Regions from separate parts of the Mus musculus genome. Here all the other regions are linked to region 3. A link is a contact called in public Hi-C and HiChIP or PLAC-seq data. All regions are on one chromosome and are shown on one strand. Each heading gives the region's core, a stretch centred on a gene start, on an enhancer-like site or on the middle of the called end of the contact. The rest is flanking DNA. Distances are from core to core; before and after follow the strand shown. Region 1 holds the start of Prss38 (protease, serine 38). Region 2 overlaps Mprip (myosin phosphatase Rho interacting protein). Region 3 holds the start of Zkscan17 (zinc finger with KRAB and SCAN domains 17). Region 4 holds the start of 1700007J10Rik (RIKEN cDNA 1700007J10 gene).

Region 1 (4,882 bases), core at 1,186-3,685, 130 kb after region 3:
AACCCAGAAAGATGCCAAAAATGACAGAGTCCCTTCCTGGCCCTTCCCGAAAGGGCGGGATAGCCTGGGTTCCAGGATCTCCTCGCTAGCCTAGCTTACTCAGGGGAGTCATCACCATGCTTTAGATATTTCCTGCTTCTATGGAGATGACATTTGTGTGCTGCCATGAGATTTTCCTTGTCTTAGGAGGAGGGTTGCTCATTGTCACCGGAAGCTTGTCTTGCATTTCAACCTAAAGTTGTAAAGCACTTTCTTGATCACTTTAGCTCAGCTCTGTATAAAGGGTGTGGTGAGATCACATTCTCGCCCTCTGCAGATCCTGTGTCCAACAGACTTTTCACTGACAGTGTGTGCCTCTTGAGTGCTGTGTGCTCTGTGTAAAGATCTAAGTCTGGGATTCATTTCAGTAATAGACTGAAGTTTGCCTCCTTCCCCTTCAGGGCTTGGAGTCTTGACTCCAAGAAGAGTGATGACACCTTGGGGGTGATGGTGGTGATGCATGTGAATGACAGTCGTGTCCTTACAGAAGGGGCTTCGGAGTTCTCGCAGCCTTGCCGCTGTGAGGACGTGAGCAGCAGATTCCACTCTGTAAGCCACGAGGAGCTTGACAGCGCAATGCTGGCCTTCTAATCTCAGAACCCCAGCCCCCAAAGGCAAAGAATACTGTCTGTTTTCACAAGCCATCTAGCCTGATTAAATTTTTTTAATGATTTTTTTTTCTTTTCTTTCTTTTTAAAATATGTATAGATGTTTTGCCTGCATGTATGTCTGTGTATCATGTGTGTGTATGTCTGTGTATCATGTGTGTGCATGTCTGTGTATCATGTCTGTGTATCATGTGTGTGTATCATGTGTGTGTATCATGTCTGTGTATCATGTGTGTGTATCATGTGTGTGTATCATGTGTGTGCAGTGCTTGAGGAGAGGCCGGGAGAGGGTATTGGGTTGGGTCCCTTGGGACTGGTGTGGCAGATGGTTGTGAGCCACAACATGGGTGCTGGGAATTAAACCCAGGTCCCCTGGAAGAGCAGCATTAGCTCTTAATCACGAAACCATCTCTAGTCTTGGAGGGTTTTTTTGTTTTTTGTTTTTTGTTTTTGTTTTTTTGTTTTTTTGTTTTTTTTTTGAGACAGGGTTTCTCTGTATAGCCCTGGCTGTCCTGGAACTCACTTTGTAAACCAGGCTGGCCTCGAACTCAGAAATCCACCCGCTTCTGCCTCCCAAGTGCTGGGATTAAAGGCATGCACCACCACGCCTGGCTGAGTTTTGTTTTAACATCTGAATTGATGAAGACAATTCCATCGTGTCTCTCCCTGCCCCTGTTAGTTTTTGTTCTAGGCTGTACCTTACTGATAATCTTAATTGCTGAAGCCTTAGAATTCTTCTTGTTTGCCTTCTGTTCAGACTTGCTGTGAATCTAGTGTGATCAGAAACAGCTGTGTTTATGACATCAACCTTTATGCCCAGTATAAGTATACAGTATATTTATGACATCACACCCAAGTGCACAGGACAGCTCCATCCCTTTGACTTCGACAACTCTCGTAAAGTTTTGTAATTTTTCTCATCCTTTATTTCATAGTCTTATGGAATCTTCTCCTTAAAATAGCTTTTAAGGCTGGAGAGATGGCTCAGTGGTTAAGAGCACTGACTGCTCTTCCAGAGGTCCTGAGTTCAATTCCCAGCAACCACATGGTGGCTCCCAACCATCTGTTATGGGATCTGATACACTCTTTTGGTGTGTGTCAGAAGTAAGCTACAGTGTACTCGTATAACTAATAATAAATAAATAGTATTTTTAAAATAGCTTTTAAATTGTGTGTATCTATGTGGGTGAAGCTATGCATACATGAATGAACCTCTAAGGCCATAGGTGACCTGCCTTCCCAGTGATGGGATTAAAGGCATACACCACCATTATCTATCAGCTGGGATCCTCCCTTGAAAGTAAAAAAAAAGGGTTGTCAAAATTTACAAGAAGGGGTAGATTTTACTGTATATAAACAAAGGCTTAATTTTAAAAAAAGATTTCATAGTAGATGGTGCATGTGTAAATAGTAAAAATCTTACAGATCTGAGTCGGCCACTGAGAGATCTTAGAGCAATGGAATTTGAAACACAGAATCCTCAAAAAGAACTTGTATATCCAAGTCTGACCATGGTGTGTGTGTGTGTGTCGCAGGTAGTGTCTGTCGCCCGTACCTGAGGTGAGGTTAGGTCGTCTGGCATCCTGCCCTGTTGGCAGAGTGGTCCTGTTGGCAATCTGCAGTATCAGCCTCCACACAGTTCAGGTTCCTTCCATCCACATCCGCTAGTTCAAAGTCACCTGCTGGGGATGCCACCAACGCATCCAGGATCCAGGGGCCGTCACGTGTCCAGTTCACGTCCTCACCAGTGGAGGCGCTGTCACATTTCCTGGTCAGCTGCCCTCTCCTGCTGGGCTGCGACTCTGGCTTCATGGCCGCCCTCACTTCCGGCTTGGGCGTCCTGGGATACCTGCTGTTTCCGCTTCTACTGGCTTCCCCAACCTGGGTCACATCAGTTAGTCGCCGACACCCAAAAAGCCAGGCAAATTCACTGAGCGGTGACGTGGGTAGGCCCCTGTCCCAGGGTCTCGGTGGTGATCCTTTCTCCCTGGGTGGAACCTCGGCCCTAAGCCCTGGCCTGGCCCCTCCCCACTCAAATACACGATGTCCCTTCCTCCCTCCGTGGCCCGCCCCTCCTGTGGTGTGGCTTTGGGCCCACTCTGCATTTGTCCCCCTCCTCAGCCTGTGGCCAGCCAGTCCTGCAAGGCAAGCTCTTGGGTGGAGAGTTTGCTCGTGATCGGAAATGGCCGTGGCAGGTCAGCTTGCATTACTCTGGCTTTCACATCTGTGGTGGCTCCATCCTCAGTGCCTACTGGGTGCTGTCGGCAGCACACTGCTTTGACAGGTGAGAGGTTCAGGAGCTGTTAGGGGTGATGAGTGGAGCAGGGACACAGGAAAGGAGAGGACTCGACCATGTGCCCATGGCTTGGACTGCTGCAGTCATTGTTGAAGTCGTGCCCCCCCCCCCACACACACCCTCCTCCAACCCCCAACCTAAACACCATAGCTGATGCACTCATTCCCTTGATCTCAGACTTCAAGCTGCTCCCAGTGGACCAGCTTGGATTTATCAGCCCTAGCTGACTGGGCCAGTCAGTACTTAGGTGCATGGCCTGGCCTCTTGAGCACAGTCCTTTACAGACCAGGCTACATCCCCACTTGAGAAGTCTCCATTTACAGTGTGCCCCTGCCCCCAGCTTACCCTCCCTCCTCCAGCAAGGTCCTCCACACTAGAAACCGTGTTCCTCCACAGAACCTTCTTTGGTCAGATGGCCCTGTCTCCCAAGCCTCATCCAGTCAGGCCCACAGGGTTTAATCAGCTATTCAGGAGGAGGCCACAGAGGGGCCCATTGCATGACTATCTGGCTCTCAAAGCCCAGACACAGGCTCCTAAGACTTGATCCCCAAGTCTCCTTCAGTCTAAATCAGGACCTCTGAGGTCAGACTGTCAGATAGGCCTACACTGTGCTGCAAGCAGGCTCACGCTTTCCAACCCGGCAGACCCTGTCTGTGGGCTGGTGAGACAGGGGGCTGCAAGCAGTTGGCTTCTGTTCTGCTTGGCAGGGGGAAGAAACTCGAAACCTATGATATATATGTGGGCATCACCAACCTTGAGAAGGCCAACAGACATACTCAGTGGTTTGAGATTTACCAGGTGATCATTCACCCCACCTTCCAGATGTACCACCCTATTGGAGGGGACGTGGCGCTAGTGCAATTGAAGAGCGCCATCGTATTTTCTGACTTTGTGCTCCCAATTTGCTTGCCACCTTCCGACTTGTACCTCATCAATCTGTCTTGCTGGACTACCGGATGGGGAATGATCTCGCCACAAGGTATGAGCTAAGTAAGATCTCATGGGAGCAGAGCATAGAATGGCTCTCCCTGGCGTCTGGGAAGATGGTTAGGAGAACAGCTTAAGCCAAAAGATGCAGATTCTAAGGAAATAACCCATTGGAAATTTAAAACAAAAACAAAAACAAAAAACCAGCTCTCAGATATGAAAAATTCCTTTATGGGGTCTATGGTGGGCTTAGGGGGAATCAGTAGCCTTGGGGATAGATCAGTAGAAATTATCCACATTGAAACAGCAACAACAAAATATGTGTGAAAGGAGGACAGAATGATGTGTGTGAAAAACAAACTCCTCCTGATTGGACTGGGCTTCCCTGTGTGGGTGGGGCTTCCCTGTGTGGGTGGGGCTTCCCTGTGTGGGTGGGGCTTCCCTGTGTAGGACATGGCCTCCCTGTGTGTTGGTGACTCTTGCTTGTGGAGAGGGCTCTCTTTGAGTGGGTATTTCTTCTAGATTTCTCCTCCATTAACCAAGAACACAAGAATGTCTTTGCCTCCTTGCCTTCCAGGACTAAGAAAGACCTAGCTGAACTCAGATACACATCCTCACCTGGCAGTTCCTCTCCCGTCTCCCCTCACAGGCGAAACCGGGAACGAGCTATTGGAAGCCCAGTTGCCACTAATCCCTAGGTTCCAGTGTCAGCTGCTCTATGGATTAAGCTCCTACCTCCTGCCAGAAATGTTGTGTGCTGCAGACATCAAGACAATGAAGAATGTGTGTGAGGTATGTCCCATTTTTTTTTTTTTTTCAGATCAGAGCTGGCTCTGATGTAAGCAGGGGACTGTTGGTTGGGGGTGGCTGAACCCAGACAGACAGTGGATGATCAATATACGCTTGTATCAGACCTCAGTGCTGAGGCTCTGGGCTCTGTTGCAGCCAGAGAGGGGGCTACATGGAGGGGAGGGGATGGACGCTCATTCTGCACCTGAGGGGCATACCTGGT
Region 2 (5,443 bases), core at 2,230-4,729, 250 kb before region 3:
CATGCTAGCATTATAAGGGGACCACATCACACTGTGCCTACCTAGCATTTATACCTGAGGATTCAAACTCTGTCCTCATGTTTGCTGCTAAGTACTTTAAATGCTGAGCCATCTCTCCAGCTCCAAATTTTAGTTTTTAAATCATCTCTAGAATCATAACAAGTTCTTCAGGGACTAAGATGTGGACTCATGTTAAGTGGTGTGAGGCAGTGGCAGCAGCCCAGGCTTCCTGATCTGGACAGAAACCCAGAGAAAAACTGTTCCCTGTTCCGCTCTCAAGACAGTCTGCTGTGCAGCTGTGCCACAAGCCCAACAGAGGGCCTCAAGTTCTTGGGCACAGACATACATGTCAAGCCCAAAGCCTCCTCTTAACCTGTGCCTTTCATTTCTAAGGTATTCTCTCATATTCTTCATAACCATTCTGACGGCCTGCTAACTGACTATGAAGTTGCCAGGCCGTGGAGACTCCTGCAGCTGCAAAGAGACGCAGGTGATGGTGGTGCATGCTCTCCACAGGATCACTTAATACACAATTTGCTATTTCCTTACAATGCTTAATGTTTTTTAAAGGTCTAGACAGAAATCAGGAAAACAATGCTGAGAACCAGTGCCTCAAGTATCATCAACCTGTCCTGTGTCAGACAGAGGGAGCGAGGACGAAAAGCTCCAGCCTGAATGTCCCATTAATTCCCTTCAGTGTGGAGTCGGCGTATTGAGAAACAGTCATAGATGCCCTGATGAGCTACAGCTGTGACAGACACTGTGGCAGGAACACTGGCCTGCAAAAAGACAGCTGGAACAGGCACCCTTGGGGCCTGTCCACCTTCCAGTGGGGAAGAAGATGAAGACACAGCTACTAGACCACCTCTGGATTCTAAAAGATGGTTAAGACCTTTCATGATTATGGCTAGGCAGTCACACACCGTACAGTCTAAGATAAAGGAGTGTTCCCAGAAGCATGACAGGCAGCCTGGGAGACTGTGGGAAGCCTGCTCAGACTCAGTGCTCATCACAAGGCCAACTCTGCCTTGGGAAGCTAGGATAGGAAAGGACCCCTTGACACCGCTTTACAAATATCCCTGTGTGGTGATGTCCAAACCCTGCTCTCTGAGAAGACTCAGGTGGGTGAGATGTGAGGCAGTCCTCATACTGATACCTCAACGTTGAAGTCAGAAGGGGTTCTATGAGGGTAAGAAGGTGAAGGGTGTCCGTGCCAGGCAAGGGAAGACCCTACTCTCCTTTCCCACAGGGATGCTTTCTTGCTAGTGTCCCTTCTGGGTCAGGAATAGAGGCGCACGAGAACGTTACTCAGGTCTGCTTGAGCAGCAGCTGAATGCAAGTTAAGAACTATCTCTTATCCCAAATCCAAGACCTCAGTTGCACAGAATGTCCCCTTTCTTGCATCACTAAAGAGAAGTGGCTCTGAAAAATAAATTGTGCTAAGGACCTTGAGACTCTCAAAGTCCCGCTGGTACTTCTCCTGCAGGGCGGCCACATCACCCTCCAGCTCTTTGTGGCCCAGCTCCTCTCGCATGACACCCATTTGGGCTTCCAGCTCCTGGATACGTTCTCGCAGCCCGGACATGGACTCGGCCTCATCCTTGGCTGCTGGCACAGCTCTGGGCTCAGATGGCCCAGGGGCCAGTGAGGAATCTGGGTGTGAGGGTTGGTAGAGGCTGAGGGCTCCCCGCAGGCTCCATATGTAGTGTTCCTGCAAGGCCCTCAATTCCTCCTGATGAACAGCCTGTAGCTCCCGAACCTTCAGCTGGAACCTGTCCTCCAGCATCTTCATTTGCTGCACATGATGCTGTTCCATGGCCTGCCTGTCTTTGACTGAGGCGTCTAGCTGGCTGAGAACCCGGCTACGCTCAGCCTGCAGGGTATTTTCAGTGTGGCTCAGCTGTTCCACCATGCACCTGATCTCCTCTTCATACCTGCCCTGTAGGGCAAACATGCTCTCACTGTGTTTGTTTTCTGCTTCTTGTAGACATCTCTGCTGATGGTCCATCTGGCTCACTTTGGCCTTGAGCTCAGTGTTTTCTTTTTCAATGAGGGTGATAACCTTCTGGTACTCACTCTTCTGCTTGTGGAGAAGTTCTTCATACTCTTCCTTCAGGGCCCCAACTGCTTGTGCACGTTTCTGGCCTGAAGCCCCCTTAGCCTCCTGACAGGCCTTCTTGTAAAATCTCAGCTCTTTTTCATACTCCAGCCGAATTCTGCATGCTGCATAGCACACTTGAGCTTGAATAATTGCATCTTGAACCAGTAATGAAGAATACTGACCAAGGCCCTCTAGACAAGATTCATATGAGAGATGCTGGGACATCCGCAGAAGCCTCTGGCAACCCCCAAGTGGCTCTGTAGGAGGCAGGACTGGCAAGGCAGCTGAAATCTCCTCAAGGATGCTAGCCTTTTCTCTCAGCTGCTGGGCCAGCTCATCCTGAATGGCAGCAAGGACTTCAGGGCTCTGATGCAAAGCCTGCAAAGGCTCTTGGGAGCCATCTGTGCCTGGCCTCAGTATCTCTCCTAATGGGTTCTGGTCCCAGGATGTCTGTACCTGGTCCTCCCTGCCAGTTGGATGCCTGAGGGTTTCTAAGATCTGCTGTATTACTCTTTCAAAGTCTGGGGTTTGGTAGGCTCCCAAGATTTCTCCCAGCATGCACTTGTGCTGCTGTAGGGCTGCCTGGGTCCCTTGTAGGGTCTCCTGTATGCTCTGCAGCCTATGGTGGAACAATTCTCTTACTGATTGTGTGGCATAGCTGAGCTCTGCACGAATCCATGTGGCATCAGCCAGACTTTGGGGAGTATGCTGCTGCCTGTCTCCTGATGTGCAGGCTGTTTCTTCTCCCAGTGTCCCTAGGTGTTTACTTAGTGACTCGACCTGGCTCCAGAACTCACCATTCACCAGTACCTTCTTGGCCCAGATCTCCACTGGAGCCCCAGCAGAGGGGGCAGCACTTTCTTCCTTCAGTGGCCACTCCCCTGACTGAGTAAGCTCACAGAGAACACCATAGACATCTGAAGTGGTATTTTTTAGAGAGTCAGCTATCTGGTTGATGAGTGAGGCCTCCAGGACTATCTGAGCAGAAAGCAGCTTCCTGTGTTCCTGCTCATTCAAGATGGGCTGACAGGGCTGCTGCACAGGGGCTGCCATACCACTTTCTATGGGGTGCTCCTTCTCTTGCTCAGCCTGCGTCCTGCTCTCTGCAGGGGAAGCCCATGGTTGAAGGGCCTTGATGGCACTCACAAGCATACTCTCTATGTTAGCCAGGGAGGCTGCACATGCATCCTGGCCCTCCTCCTGGTCAGCCCATGGCAAAGACCTTAGCTTTTTCCAGCAGTTTTCTAAGCATGTCAGGGCTTGGCTATTTTTGGCTTGGAAGTCTTCCAGCTCCCCAGGGTGGTGTTCAATGTTTGTGGCCTTCTGTTGTCTTTCCTGCTCTAGCTGAGAGGCCAGAGCGCTAGCCTGTAACAGGCTGGCACGGAGCTGCTCTCGCAACTGTGCCTCTGTGCCAGCCCACTGCTGGTGCAGTGCAAGCAATGCCTCCTGACTCTGCCCCTGCTGGCTTTCCAGCCTCACAGTTACGTCTTTGAGCTTTTCCTCTGTGACATAGAGCTTCGTCTCCAGAGAGTGGATTATAGAGATGTAGGTTTCAGCATCTGCAGCTGCTGGCAGTGTGTTCGGGGTAGCTTCTGAGGACACACTATCCTCTGAGGGTGACTGGTCCTGGCTGGTATCTGATGATGTGCTGCTAGTCCATGCCTTTGCACACCCCTCGGGGTGTATGTATCTTTGACACTGGATTGTGGAGAACCTGATTCTTGGCCTTTTTATAGGAGCTCCTGGATCAGACTTAGATGTGCTCTGCAGATGCCCCTCCCTCTCGGGCATATCAGCTGACTTTGGGAGTATGGTGTTTTCCTCTCTGCTGAGGCTACCACTGCTCCCTTCTTCCCCCAGGCCAGCACTTGGATCTTCATCCTCTGGCTGAGAGTGAGGAAAGCCAGGAAATACTCTGGTGACTGAGCCTAAGGGCAAAATGCCACTGCCCTCCTCTGTTGGCTCTGTGGTACTCAGAGGCTCCTTGGCATCCTTTGGAGAATCACTCACAAACCTCCTTAGACACTCTTCCTTTTCCTGCAGCTTAATTTCTGTTTCCTCTAAGCTGCTGCCCAAGGCAATCATTTTAACTAAAGCTTCATTGAGGTCTTGGTCTTTCTTTTCCAGAACTCTCTCATGTGTTTCCTTAATGTGCTTCAGCTCTTCTTCCTTTTCTCTCAGCAGAGTGCGCACGCTCTGTAGCTGGACAGAGACCCTGTGGTGTGAGTGCTCAAGGTTCTGATAGTCAACTTCCTTTCCCCTCAGCTTCTCTTGGAGCTCAGCCACATCCCCATCGGATGTGGCCACACGTTCCATGAGCTCTTGAAACTGATGCTTGATGAGATCCCGTTCATCATGGAGGCTCTGTACATGCTGGGCTAACTGGCGGATACTGGCCTCTCGGGCCTCCAGCTCTTCCTCTAGCTTATGTACCTGCTCACTGCCTTTGCACGTTTCACTCAGCTTCTCTTTCTGGAGGGCCTCCACCTGCTGCACATGGCCTTGTAGCTGATCCTCATAGGCACTGGCCTTGTCCTCTACTTCCTTCAGGTTCTGCAGCAGTGCCTGCTTTTCTTGCTCACAGCTCTCCAGCAACAATGTATAGTTCCTCTTTAACTTCTTCTCCATCAGACGCTGGGCTTGCTCACTGGTACCCAGCTGTTGGCTGAGCTCAGCAATGCATTCCTGCAGCCTCTGCACCTCCTTCTGTCGATCCCGTTGCAATGCCTGTTGTGTTTCCAGGTCTCTGAGTTCCTGTGTCTTCTCTAACAGCCGGGCTTCTGTACTTCTGAGTTTCTGCTCACTGGCCCTCAGCTGGCCACTCAGCATGGCCTTGCTGTGCTGCCATTCCTCCAGCTGCTCACGAACCTTGCCCTGCTCCATCTTCAGCTCACCCTTGAGCTTGGCTAGAGCCTGCTCCTTAATGGCCAGCTCTGCAGCGGCATTACCAAGTCTCGTCTGCAGGGTCTGAATCTCAGCCTCATGGTGGCGGATTGCATCCTTGGCCTCCCCATAGCTGTGTTTCAGGGTCTGAATCTGCTGTGTGATGAGCTCCTGCCGCCGGCACTGAGCTTCCAGCTCACTTTGCAGGTCTTGGTTGACTCTATGGAGCCTCTGCCAGGCACCCGATGGAGAGGTGGCCACTTCAGTCTTAAAAAAACCGATTAAATACTGGTTAGTAACACTCAGGCCACCCTGTTCTGAGTGTCACACCTCTGGCCAGGATCAATCATAGAAAAGCTCCTTTGTGGGTTTGCCTTTAATCCTTTGCACAACTTTTTTTCTTCATTTAAAGAAAAAAATTCAAATTAATGTGGGTTTTGTTTGTTTTGTTTTGGGTAA
Region 3 (5,101 bases), core at 2,578-5,077:
ACAATCTGCCATTGAGTTTGGCCTAACCCTGTTCAGTCTGGCCGAGGAAGCAAGCTCAGTCTTCTTGGTTTTTTTCCTATTTGTCCTTAAGGCACCTGTTACTCGATGACCACATATTACTAGCATGTTTTGTTTTGTTTTGTTTTTCGAGACAGGGTTTCTCTGTGTAGCCCTGGCTGTCCTGGAACTCACTCAGTAGACCACTCTGGCCTCGAACTCAGAAATCTGTCTGCCTCTGCCTCCCAAGTGCTGGGATTAAAGGCATGCGCCACCATGCCCGGCCATTTTCTTTTCTTTTTTTTTTTTTTTAAGCAATGCTATTTTTGTTTTATTGCTTACATATAACTGCACAATGAAAAATTTACATTTAAAAAACTTACTTTATTACAGTAACACATGTATAAGCACTAGTGAGACAAATGAGTCCCCTTTGAGGGAGTGGGGAGTTAAACTACTGGTTAAGGGTGGTATTACTCTAAAAGATAATGAGTTCTAAAGGAGGCTGGAGGGAAGCAAGAGGACCAGGAGGAGGGGAGAGAAGTGAGAGAGAATGAGTATGAGAGCTCAGGTAAGATCAGTGACACTACGGAGGCAGCTAGACGCACAGGATCACAAACATCAGAGGAACATGTAACTTAACCTCTTGGAGTCATACAAAAGAATAGAACCAATTGTATACAGCAAGGAGAACGATAAATACTTTGAGTATCCCGTACCTGCCAAAATAGATCAGCAATGAGCTCCAGCAAGTCCTAAAGATTCAGGACCTGAGGTGGCTACAGCACAGCTTGCACATGCATCCAAATGCGATCCCTGCAAATGTGGAAGAATCAGACACATTGTTTGGGAACCCTTGTCAAGAAAACCAGTTCCGTCTATTGGACCTAAGATATTCAGACATGTACTGTGGCTTAAGAGTAATAAAACTCAAATTAGCAGTTTCTAAAGCCCAAGATACAGGTATGATAAAAGACACATATATAAAGTATTTTGATTGTATCTGCCTCCATTCCCCTCATTTGCCCCCTCCCAGTGATCTCCCAATTTTTCTCAGCTTCCTTTTACTGTTCGCCAGTCCCTGGTGGTATTATTTCCTTCCCTTTTCTCTGTTTTCCTATGCAGGGTAGCCCTGGCTGTCCTAGAACTCGTGCTGTAGACCACCAGCTCTGTAGACCTTGAACTTGCACGGATGCGCCTGCCTCTGCCAGGATTAAAGCTGTGCGCCACACCACCCTGCTCCCTTCTAGCTGCTTATAGTTGGGTTTTCTTCTTAGGTTCCTCTGTGTCACCCCCAAGTTCTACCTCAGTGACCCGGCTAAACTTCTTCCTTTCCCTGTTTCAGAGAAGAGCTGGCCAAAAGGATCTAAAGGCCAAAGTATCTTTTCTGGGAGGCCAGTTCAAACTGGCTAGATCTACGCTAAGTTAAGGTGCCATGAGTCTTTAATCATCTGTAGCTAAGCAATGTCTCCAATCTCCTGACAGTTAATAATTGCCAAGGATCACAAAAGGAATAAAAAGGGACATCGGATTTTCTGGAAATTTTCCAGAATCCCCAGGAAAAAAAAAGTAATATTCCTATTTTGTTAGTTGGTGCCCCCACCTTCCTTAGTTTTTGCCCCTTGAGATAAGAGTCTAGCCTGGGCTGCCTTGCTACTAGACATGCAGCACAGCCCAGGCTGGCCTCCAGCTCTCCGTCTTCCTGCCTCAGCTTCCCAGGTGCTGGGACTCACAGGCATGCACCCAGGCAGTCGGCCCCCCTCAGTTACACCATAGCTAGAGTACTCCCATGGCCAAGGGGTAGGAAGTTGACTTTCAAGTCTGTTTCCCATTCTTGGCAAGAGTCAAAGTCCCGGGCTGGAGAGATGGCTCAGTGGTTGAGAGCACTGACTGCTCTTCCCGAGGTCCTGAGTTCAAGTCCCAGCAACCACATGGTGGCTCACAACCATCCATAATGAGATCTGATGCCCTCTTCCAGTATGTCTGGAGACAGTTACAGTGTCCTTACATATAATAAATAAATCTTTAAAAAAAAAATCAAAGTCACACTCATTTTAAGGCTGTCACTCTGATGGCAACAGAGATGGGGGGATCATTGGGACCACAGAGCAGGGTTTACAAGTGTCATCAGGTACTTCACCCACAACTCCTGACAGAACCCTGCTTGTTACAGAGTGAAATGCCTTTCTGTGGCTGCCCCAGGGCCCCATCACCTCAACTCCTTCATTTCAAAGACCACCTTTGCCAGGATGCCTGACACACCTGACTCCTCAATACAGCATGGTAACAACTCTCAGGCTCTGCTCAGAACTCAGTCCTGAGGTTGCTGTTCTGATTCAGTTTCCCCGTGGCTCCACTGACCAGAGCTCTGCTCACTATTCGCCCTTCCGATGGTCAGTGGGGTGCACAGATGCGCCCAGGATCTGGATGGGAGTGGCAAACTGCAGCTGTCTTGCAGACTCTCAGTACATATTCCCTGAATAGCCTCACAATGAAGCAGACAGCATCAGTCTCCTGTATGAGGGAGGTACCTGAAGCACAGAGAGGTCACGCAGGCCTTAGATCACCTGACTGCGCCTTGATGGGTGTGATTTAACACAGGTGCTCCGATTCCAGTCTATTAGTCCCTATTCCAGGTTCTATGCAGAAGAAACACAGAAAGAAGGCATATTAGGAGTCATTGGCGGCTTCTGAACAGCGAGAGGGGACCTAAATCCTGAGAGTTGTGAGCTCAGGGGGAGAAACTAAAGGGAAAGTGTTTGTGGGGGGAGAAAAATCCCATGTATCAGCCACCTCCTGGCGCTGCATTTTACCTGCGTGAGGGCTCCAATAAGTGCGCCTCTGAGGAATCCAAGTATTGAGCAGCCACCAGGCAGGAGCCTAAACAGCAGCCCTTCGGGATACACAACTGGACTAATCACTAGGCTTGACTCCCCAACGGGGTCTTTGGTCATTCCAGGCTGTGCTTCCTGGCTGGTGTTTTTGAAAAGGGATTGGCATGGATTTGTAAGTCTAGGTGGCTCCTATTGCTCTCTGTGAGCCTTAAGTCCCAGCCTTGGGTGACCCTTGCTTGCTCAGCGTTCTTCTGCACTTGGGGAACAATCATCCACTTGACTCACCTCCTAATGTCCCAAAACCTCGACCCTTAACTCCATACCTACTAGTCGGAAGAGATTGTCCCAGTCCCAATTATTAGAAGGAAACGGAAGCACGAAGTCTGCCGGTGGTGGGGTGTCTCTATCAAACCACCTTCTTTAAGGGTGACTTCCTACCATGTACCTTCGAAAGAGAACCAGAAAGGGGAAAAAAAATCAGCACAGTAGCTCACTTCTAGGCAGATTTTTCTTTGCTTCCTCCCTTTGACAGTCCGGCTCCATTGTCCAGCCCGAGGGAACTGAGGGAGGATTTGGACTCTACTCAACACAGGGTAGATGAGGCAGGAATAGGTTCCAATGCCCTAGTTCTTGGTCACCTCTCACTCTCCGTGACTTAAGTCACTCTGTCCTGTGTTTATGCATTAAGCCAGCGACAAGCTCCCCAACTCATACTCTCAGGATTGGCAACCTTCTCTCTCCGTACTCACCAGGACTATCCTGGTGCTCAGAGGGACCCAGAGTGCTACAGTCTTCCTTAAACAGAGAAATCGTAGATCATCTCCATGCCACGAAGCCGCGGGCCGCTGCTTCGGCGAGCACCGTGGATCGCTGGGTCTGCATTTCTCCAGTCCTACCGATTTGGGTGGCTCTGGCAGCGTTGGCTTTGAAATGGAATTGCGGCTGGAAGGGATTGGGGCACAACAGCACACACGGGATGCAAATGGTCACTGGGAGATCCCCTTACACCTCATCCCTCCTCCTCCCAATTCTGGCATTTCGCCAGCGCCGCCAGACCAGCCCTTCCCTGCGCCCACACAAGAGGAGCAGAGAAGAGCAAAGCCCCAAGCCGGCCTCCCTGGCTGGTGGCCGCGCGAACTGGCCCCCAGCGCCCGGGTCCCGCCGGGGCGCGCGCGCGCATCCCGAGCCCGCTAGGAAGGCCCACAAAGCTAAAGCCCGGGCCCCGGGCCCAGGCCGGGAGAGCACGGAGCGGGGCGGGGCGGGGCGGTCCAGGCGGGCCGGGGGTGTCGGATGTCACCCCCCCGCGTACACCTCGGCCAGGAGGCGGGGAAGCGAACCACTGAGATGAGGAGACCTCCTCGGTCCTAGAGCGGTGCAGGAAGTGTCCCAGGGGAGGGAGCCGGAGGGCTCCGGCCTTTCCTTTCCGCGGCGGCCCGGCCTACGCGGCCCGCCAACCGGGACGCTGCGCAGCGGTGAGTATACTGTGGCCCGGCTTCCCATGCCCCGCTGTCTGAACCCGGAACCCGCTCCCCACTTCCCGCGCTCTGATCCCCAGCCCGCGCCTGGGTCCTGCTCCCTGTTCTCCTCTTCCCGCGTCCGGGCCCAGATCCCTGCTCCCAGAGCCGCGTCCTCATAGGTGCCCTCGGGGATGAAGCAATACAATTCTCTTCCAGGCGTCTCCCTTCGCTCCCAAGCCCAGCTGATGCATTCTAGAGGATCCCGAGACAGGGTTGGCCTGGCCAGGGACCGAGTCTGGCCCATGCATTGGAGCCGCCTCTGCCAAAACACCAGAGAGACCGAGCTGGAAGGTGAGGATCTGCTCGCCTGCTGTCCCGGGCTTCGAAGGAAAGAGCCAGCAAATCTGAAAGAGTGGAAGCGACAGAAACCCCATAGTTCTCCTGGCCTAAAACACCCTCCTCTTCCTCCTCCTCCTGCTCTTCATTCCTTCCCTGGGATCCTGCGCCTTCAATAACTGCTTTGGGCAAGCCCCGCCCCTGCGGGAGCCCTCCCCTCCCTAACGGTAGTTCATTCATAAAGCTTCCGCTCCCGAGGCTCCTGCGCGCCAGGTGCCAGAGTGACAAAGAGGCACACGCTTGTCTGGCCTAGGGCTCTTTGAGAGCAGTCCCCCAGCAGAACCGGGTGCTGAGGGTGGGACCCTGGACACACTATCCTAAGTGTAGACCTGAGCCATTCAGGGCCCAGCAGGTGGGAGACAGTGGGCGGAGGAAGCAGGAGAGAGCGGGCGGGGCCCGGATTGGGTTCTTAATACG
Region 4 (4,773 bases), core at 257-2,756, 230 kb before region 3:
TCTGGGAGGAGGAGGAGGAGGAGGACGGCTGAGGTCTGATGGACCTTGTAGGCTAAGCAGAGAAACGAGGGTACAGCTTGCCACTCCAAAAACAAAAGAAGGAAAAAGGTATCATATTCGGCTTTGTTCCTGGGTGGCCTCAGTGGGAAGAAATTGTGCTAGTTACAACTGGGATCTAAAACTCATTGAAGCACCTTGTGGCACAGAAGGCTAACGCTGTAGGAGGGAGATGTGGAAGACAGGCTGATGCTCAAGAGGCTAACTGGAAAGGAACAGAGTAGAGGCCCAGAAGAAACATGTCCCTGGTATGTATGGGACTCAGAACATGTACGGCACTGTGTTCCCCAGACCCAAGCCATGCTGCCAAAGGCCCCACTTGGCCCCACACTGGAGCTCACCCGCTTTCTAGGGATGGCCCGTCTCTCACTGCGGCCCTGACGAGTGTCACTTGATGGAGTGGTCAGAATCAGCATGTTGGTTTCCATGTGCTCTGCTTTTTCAATGTCCAAGGCCTCAAATTTCTCAATTACCTGGGACCTCCTACAAAAGAGGACATGAAGCTGCTGAACTCGAGTCTCCCCGTTCCCAAGGTGGACTTCGTCTCAAGTCCAGTAGGGGCTCCTGTAGTCAGCTTGCACACCTGGCCTACCTCACTGGGCTCCAGTGTTAGCCTTTCTGTTAAACAAGTGAGGCACTGCTTACACAGTACTGATAGGACTTAGGGCACAGATTCAGTCTACTTGAGCTCCACTTTCCCCCATTCACGCTGGGCTGGAACAGCCATAGAACCTTTCCACACTGGGCCTGCACTGGCCCTGCTCCAACATTGGACTCATACAGCTTGGTACACCTTGGTAACCTCCCTGAGTCAGATACAATGAAGGACAACCACCACCTCCGCAAACATTGCACCCTCTAGTTATAATGCACCCCACAGTAGGGTGTTCAAAATTTAGCAAGATAAAAGCCCATGAATTAACAGTTTCTGCTAACATTAAAAGGAATCAAAATCAAAATAAAACAAAGCAGTTGATTTCATGTGAAAGGCCAGCGGCCTTGTCAGGCGGTCTGTGGCTGGGACGACGGAGCTGAGATGGAAGCGAAGCAGGTGGAGGAGGCGCGAACACAGCAGAGGGTGGAGAGGGCAAGACCTGAAAGAAAATAAGGCTGGGAAATGAATGAACAGAAAAAGACTGCTTTTAAAATTCAAATCATGATAAATCAAAGTTATCTAAGATTTAAAGCAGCAAACCCCAAGGTAATGGCTGAAGAGAGGAAACCCATAATTACCACATAGCCTAAGGAGTCCCCTTGAGGGATTAGGCAGAAGACTTGGGCTGCCTACCTGGGCTCTGAGAGCTGATTTCAACCTGCTGGGAGGATGGTCTCTTCTCACCAAACCTAAGGCCTGCTCTCCTAGGGACAGCCTACTCCCTCACAATGAGCGTGGGCGTGGCATGCATTCTGAACCAGTGGTGTGGAGCTGAGAGGAAGTGATAAAGGTCCCTTTCAGAAAGTTAAAATCTCTAATAGGCAAGAGGAAGTCATGGCCTAGAACCCAGGAACCTCTCTTTTCAGAGGTCACTACAAATCTTCCTTAACAGTTCCTTTCCTCAAGGGAGGTAAGAGGGCAAAGGCAGCCAGGGCTCAGGAGGGCTTGTGTGTGTTCTGCCTCCATACTCGGGGTCGTTAGAAGACTGGTGCTGGGTTAGCTTGCTGTGCCTATAGAGGCTGAGGTGAGGAGACTGGCTGGGAAAGCAGTGAGCTAAGCAGCTGCTGGCTGCCAGGTAGAGGAAAATCTTTTAAGTGCAGCCAAGGTGTCCTGTATAGCTAGACTGCTGCAGAAGAGCTGGACACCACCATCCCAGGGCCGCTGTTTCTTCTCGGGCTGAGAGCACTGTATCTGGCTAGAGTACTTCAAGGCCCCAGGATAGTAGGAGGGCTGTGCCAGGCCAGACTGGCACCATGGAATATAGGTTTATAGGGTTCCAAGCAGAGTAGTTAGCATGAGAAACTACTTGCTTGGGGGGACTTGCTATAGCTGCTTGACAGAGATGCTGCCAAGACATGATGAGACCAGGAGCTTGGGCAACCTCTGCATATAGCTAGTTCTCTGTGGCTAAGTTGGTGTTTCTGAAACAATAGAGGTGACAGAGTAGCTTCACTCAAGCTACTCTGACAAGGTGGAGAGGTCAGAGTTCCATTAGCTTTCTGTTAGTCACTAAAAGTGTTATAAGGATCTCCACACTTAGCAGACACAGGTCTAAGAACCTCCTATAAGAACTCCTTCAAAGGCTCAGAAGTCTCAAGAGCAAATTCCAAGCTCAGGGCTGCTGGTACTCAGGTAGGGTTGCTTACTGGCTTACTGAAGTTTTCCAAAAGTAACCCTGAGGTTTTCAACTTCCTTACTGTGTGGCAGGTCTGTCTTGGCTACAGTAACTCAATGCAAAGTAACTGGCATCTTGTCACTCTAACTTATCAGAGACCAGGATCCAGTCCAGCACCAGGTGGACTACTTGGGCCTCAGATAGCAGTCCTCAAAGAGCAACACCAACCAGCAAGATCATTCAGGAAGGGATAGTTACAGGGTTAATGTGCAGAAGTAGTCCAGGCACCAACACCAGCTGAGAATCATCCCCATAGTGGTGAAGAACATGCAAGAACAAAGCCTAGAGACTGCATCTATCTCAGGCAGGTAGACAAGAATGCATTCAAAATTAACATCTCTGACAAGGAGCCTAGCCAAGCAGGTGGGCAAAATGTTAACTCTGGCCTGCCACTAAACGTAAAGCATAGTTGACCCCATTTTGGAACCATCAGAATTAGCCTGCTCAGCAGCCAGCGCAAACCTGCCCCTGCCCACCCTGAAGGCCTCCTTAATGGTTAACAAGACCTTTCATTTCTGCTACCCACATGCTTTAGAAGGACATCAGGAGCTCTGATGCTGGTTCCTATCATAGAATCAGAGACTTCCTGCTGAAGGCCCACCCACTAGCTGTTATTCACCATGAGGGATGGGGGTCACCCAAGTTTTCACATCCTTGAAGCAAGGGTAAGAGTAACAGGTGCTTTCCTGAGCCACTGTTGGACTGTGAAGATTGACGATTATATGGAATACCAGGGAGCACTTAGTGTCCACTGTCTTCCTGAGGGTCCATAGGCCATTTGAAACAAGCTGGGTTGGGTGTCAACTAACTGAGTTGAGAAAAGGGGACAAGAGAAAGTCCTCCCTAATCTCATCCTGCCCTCAACACCTGACTGAACTTCAGCCTGCACTCAGGGCAGGGAAGACACTGCAGATATTTCTGGAGTTGCCTTTCTGAATAGAGGACTTCTTTGTAAAGCTAATGAAAGCAGTGCTCCCACCCACAGCAAAGCACACAGATGTGCTTTTAAACTCTCCTGGGGGCAGCCATGGATCTTTAGAAACCTGTCTGGTGTTAAGCAAGAAACCTGGCCTGGACACAAAACACAGCTCAGAGATATGGTAGAGAATCAGAGGGGGACTCACGGGTAGAACATTCCCTAGTCCTCAAGCTTGGTACTTTGGGGCAAAAGAAAAGCAGGTAGGGCCTTATCTTTCCAGCAGTAAGTACTCTATCTCTGCCACTGGTGGGAAGCCTTTCAGCAAAACCCAGAGGTTTTATAAAAGTGGCAGCTGAGACACACAGCAGCTTTTCTGGCTGCCTCTTGCATCTTGGTGGGAAGGATCTATGCTGCCCCCTCACTTTCCTGTATCTTGGAATCTCTTCAGTGCCCTCTGACAACTGCAGAACTGTCAGCATGAGGAGGGCCTAGTCCCTATCTGCAGCTCTGAGTCTTCTCAGAGAATAGAAGTTCTCTCTAATAAGAGAGAAGGCCAAGAAGCCTAAGACTCAGCCACACTGGGCCTAATCTGGGAAGCACAACCTACATAAGCCAGCACTTAGTCCTGTATCTGGCTGCCAGGAGCTGAGAACTAGTACCACAGACTGGGACCCAGAGAGGAAATGCTCCACACACTGAATAGAAATCATGTTCCTGAAGTACACTTGTGTGAGTACATACATGATTTTAGCCCTCTAGTGCCCTCCTTACCTCCGCTCGTTGCCAAATAGACGGGCCACCTCTTCCCTGCCAGGGCTCCGGGCCCGAGTCCTATGCTCCAACCGCCTTCTCTCCACCTGGAAGGCTTCTCGATGGCTGATCCGGATGGCCTTAGGGACGTCGGCCAGGGCGGCATACTGCCTGCTGGCTTTAAAGGCAAAGGTGCTCCCCAGTATCTCTGTTCCCCACCCCCCAGCACTGCTGGAGTCCATGTGGTTAGGTGACCTGCTGGCCTCACCCAGGCTGGCAGGGCAGATGCTGTAGACCATTCGGCTTGGGGCTGGAAGACCTGGGGAGTGAAGGGGGTGGCTGAGTTCCTGTGAGGGCGATCCAGGACAACCATACCTGCTGTGTGGGGTGCTGGGGCTGGGTGGGGAGAGTAGTGGGGGCAGCTGCTCCTCAGCCCTCAGGTCCTGCTTGGCCTTCTCCAGGGAGAAGTAGCCGCTCTCTACCCGTACTTTCCGACCACCATCCACACGGTCCCCACTTATGGTGCTTTCATCTAGAAGGCAAGAGAAAGCTTGCTCAGACTGCTGTCAGTTCTGTCATCAGAACTTTCCAAAAGCCCACACATGATCACCCAGAAGCTGCCTCAACACCCTCCATACTCACACCCCACAGCTATGAATGGGCTAGAGGTAAAAGGAGAAAATTGTGGGCAGAAATGGACCACCCATCTCCATTGCC

Evidence for each region. Hi-C and Micro-C count contacts between places; a contact is called where the count stands out from the background. HiChIP or PLAC-seq counts read pairs in DNA pulled down with a chosen protein or histone mark.
Region 1: a contact with region 3 is called in an H3K4me3 HiChIP or PLAC-seq map of embryonic stem cells, with 22 read pairs. The contact joins the promoter of Prss38 here to the promoter of Zkscan17 in region 3. A contact is called at or near these places in 3 of 39 promoter capture datasets (embryonic stem cells and liver), 1 of 484 Hi-C or Micro-C datasets (embryonic stem cells), 5 of 115 datasets of contacts at active chromatin or transcription factors (the SCID.adh cell line, embryonic stem cells and pancreatic cancer cells) and 3 of 9 other capture datasets (adipose tissue, liver and pancreatic islet).
Region 2: a Hi-C map of cerebral cortex shows a contact between it and region 3, with 2.2 times the contacts expected there. The contact joins the enhancer-like site here to the promoter of Zkscan17 in region 3. A contact is called at or near these places in 1 of 15 datasets of contacts at CTCF or cohesin (pro-B cells), 17 of 484 Hi-C or Micro-C datasets (the 3T3-L1 cell line, ECoMG-derived neutrophils, LSK cells and 12 more), 13 of 115 datasets of contacts at active chromatin or transcription factors (VIP interneurons, acute myeloid leukemia, bone marrow-derived dendritic cells and 8 more) and 2 of 9 other capture datasets (adipose tissue and pancreatic islet).
Region 4: a contact with region 3 is called in an H3K4me3 HiChIP or PLAC-seq map of stem cell-derived neural progenitor cells, with 2.6 times the contacts expected there. The contact joins the promoter of 1700007J10Rik here to the promoter of Zkscan17 in region 3. A contact is called at or near these places in 1 of 15 datasets of contacts at CTCF or cohesin (pro-B cells), 11 of 484 Hi-C or Micro-C datasets (the P5424 cell line, bone marrow-derived macrophages, cumulus cells and 8 more), 15 of 115 datasets of contacts at active chromatin or transcription factors (the 230-238 cell line, CD8 T cells, the NIH/3T3 cell line and 10 more) and 2 of 9 other capture datasets (adipose tissue and pancreatic islet).

Annotation. Positions count from the first base shown.
Region 1 is chr11:59,373,206-59,378,087 of GRCm38.p6, reverse strand. Prss38 (protease, serine 38) reads left to right here and starts at 2,435. Exons shown (of 5, transcript NM_001045521.1): 1 at 2,435-2,593; 2 at 2,769-2,931; 3 at 3,651-3,922; 4 at 4,520-4,662. The coding sequence starts at 2,458. Gm15755 (a long non-coding RNA gene) reads right to left here and starts at 2,674. Exons shown (of 3, transcript XR_388692.4): 1 at 2,203-2,674.
Region 2 is chr11:59,757,332-59,762,774 of GRCm38.p6, reverse strand. It overlaps Mprip (myosin phosphatase Rho interacting protein), which reads right to left. Exons shown (of 24, transcript NM_001368931.1): 16 at 1,448-5,251. Among named protein-coding and RNA genes, the nearest start is that of Gm51899, 9.2 kb to the left of the region's middle. Within about 2 kb of position 3,479, at least 101 of the 459 cell types and tissues checked have an H3K27ac peak or open chromatin away from gene starts, as enhancers often do. A contact at or near this core is called in VIP interneurons, adipose tissue, cerebral cortex and 4 more, where this site is marked.
Region 3 is chr11:59,505,366-59,510,466 of GRCm38.p6, reverse strand. Zkscan17 (zinc finger with KRAB and SCAN domains 17) reads left to right here and starts at 3,827. Exons shown (of 10, transcript NM_172941.4): 1 at 3,827-4,303; 2 at 4,505-4,639. It overlaps 4933439C10Rik (RIKEN cDNA 4933439C10 gene), which reads right to left and starts at 4,814. Exons shown (of 5, transcript NR_015585.3): 1 at 3,581-4,814; 2 at 3,155-3,276; 3 at 2,529-2,636; 4 at 717-813.
Region 4 is chr11:59,736,887-59,741,659 of GRCm38.p6, reverse strand. 1700007J10Rik (RIKEN cDNA 1700007J10 gene) reads left to right here and starts at 1,506. Exons shown (of 6, transcript NR_045476.1): 1 at 1,506-1,622. Mprip (myosin phosphatase Rho interacting protein) reads right to left here. Exons shown (of 24, transcript NM_001368931.1): 7 at 4,078-4,588; 8 at 399-540.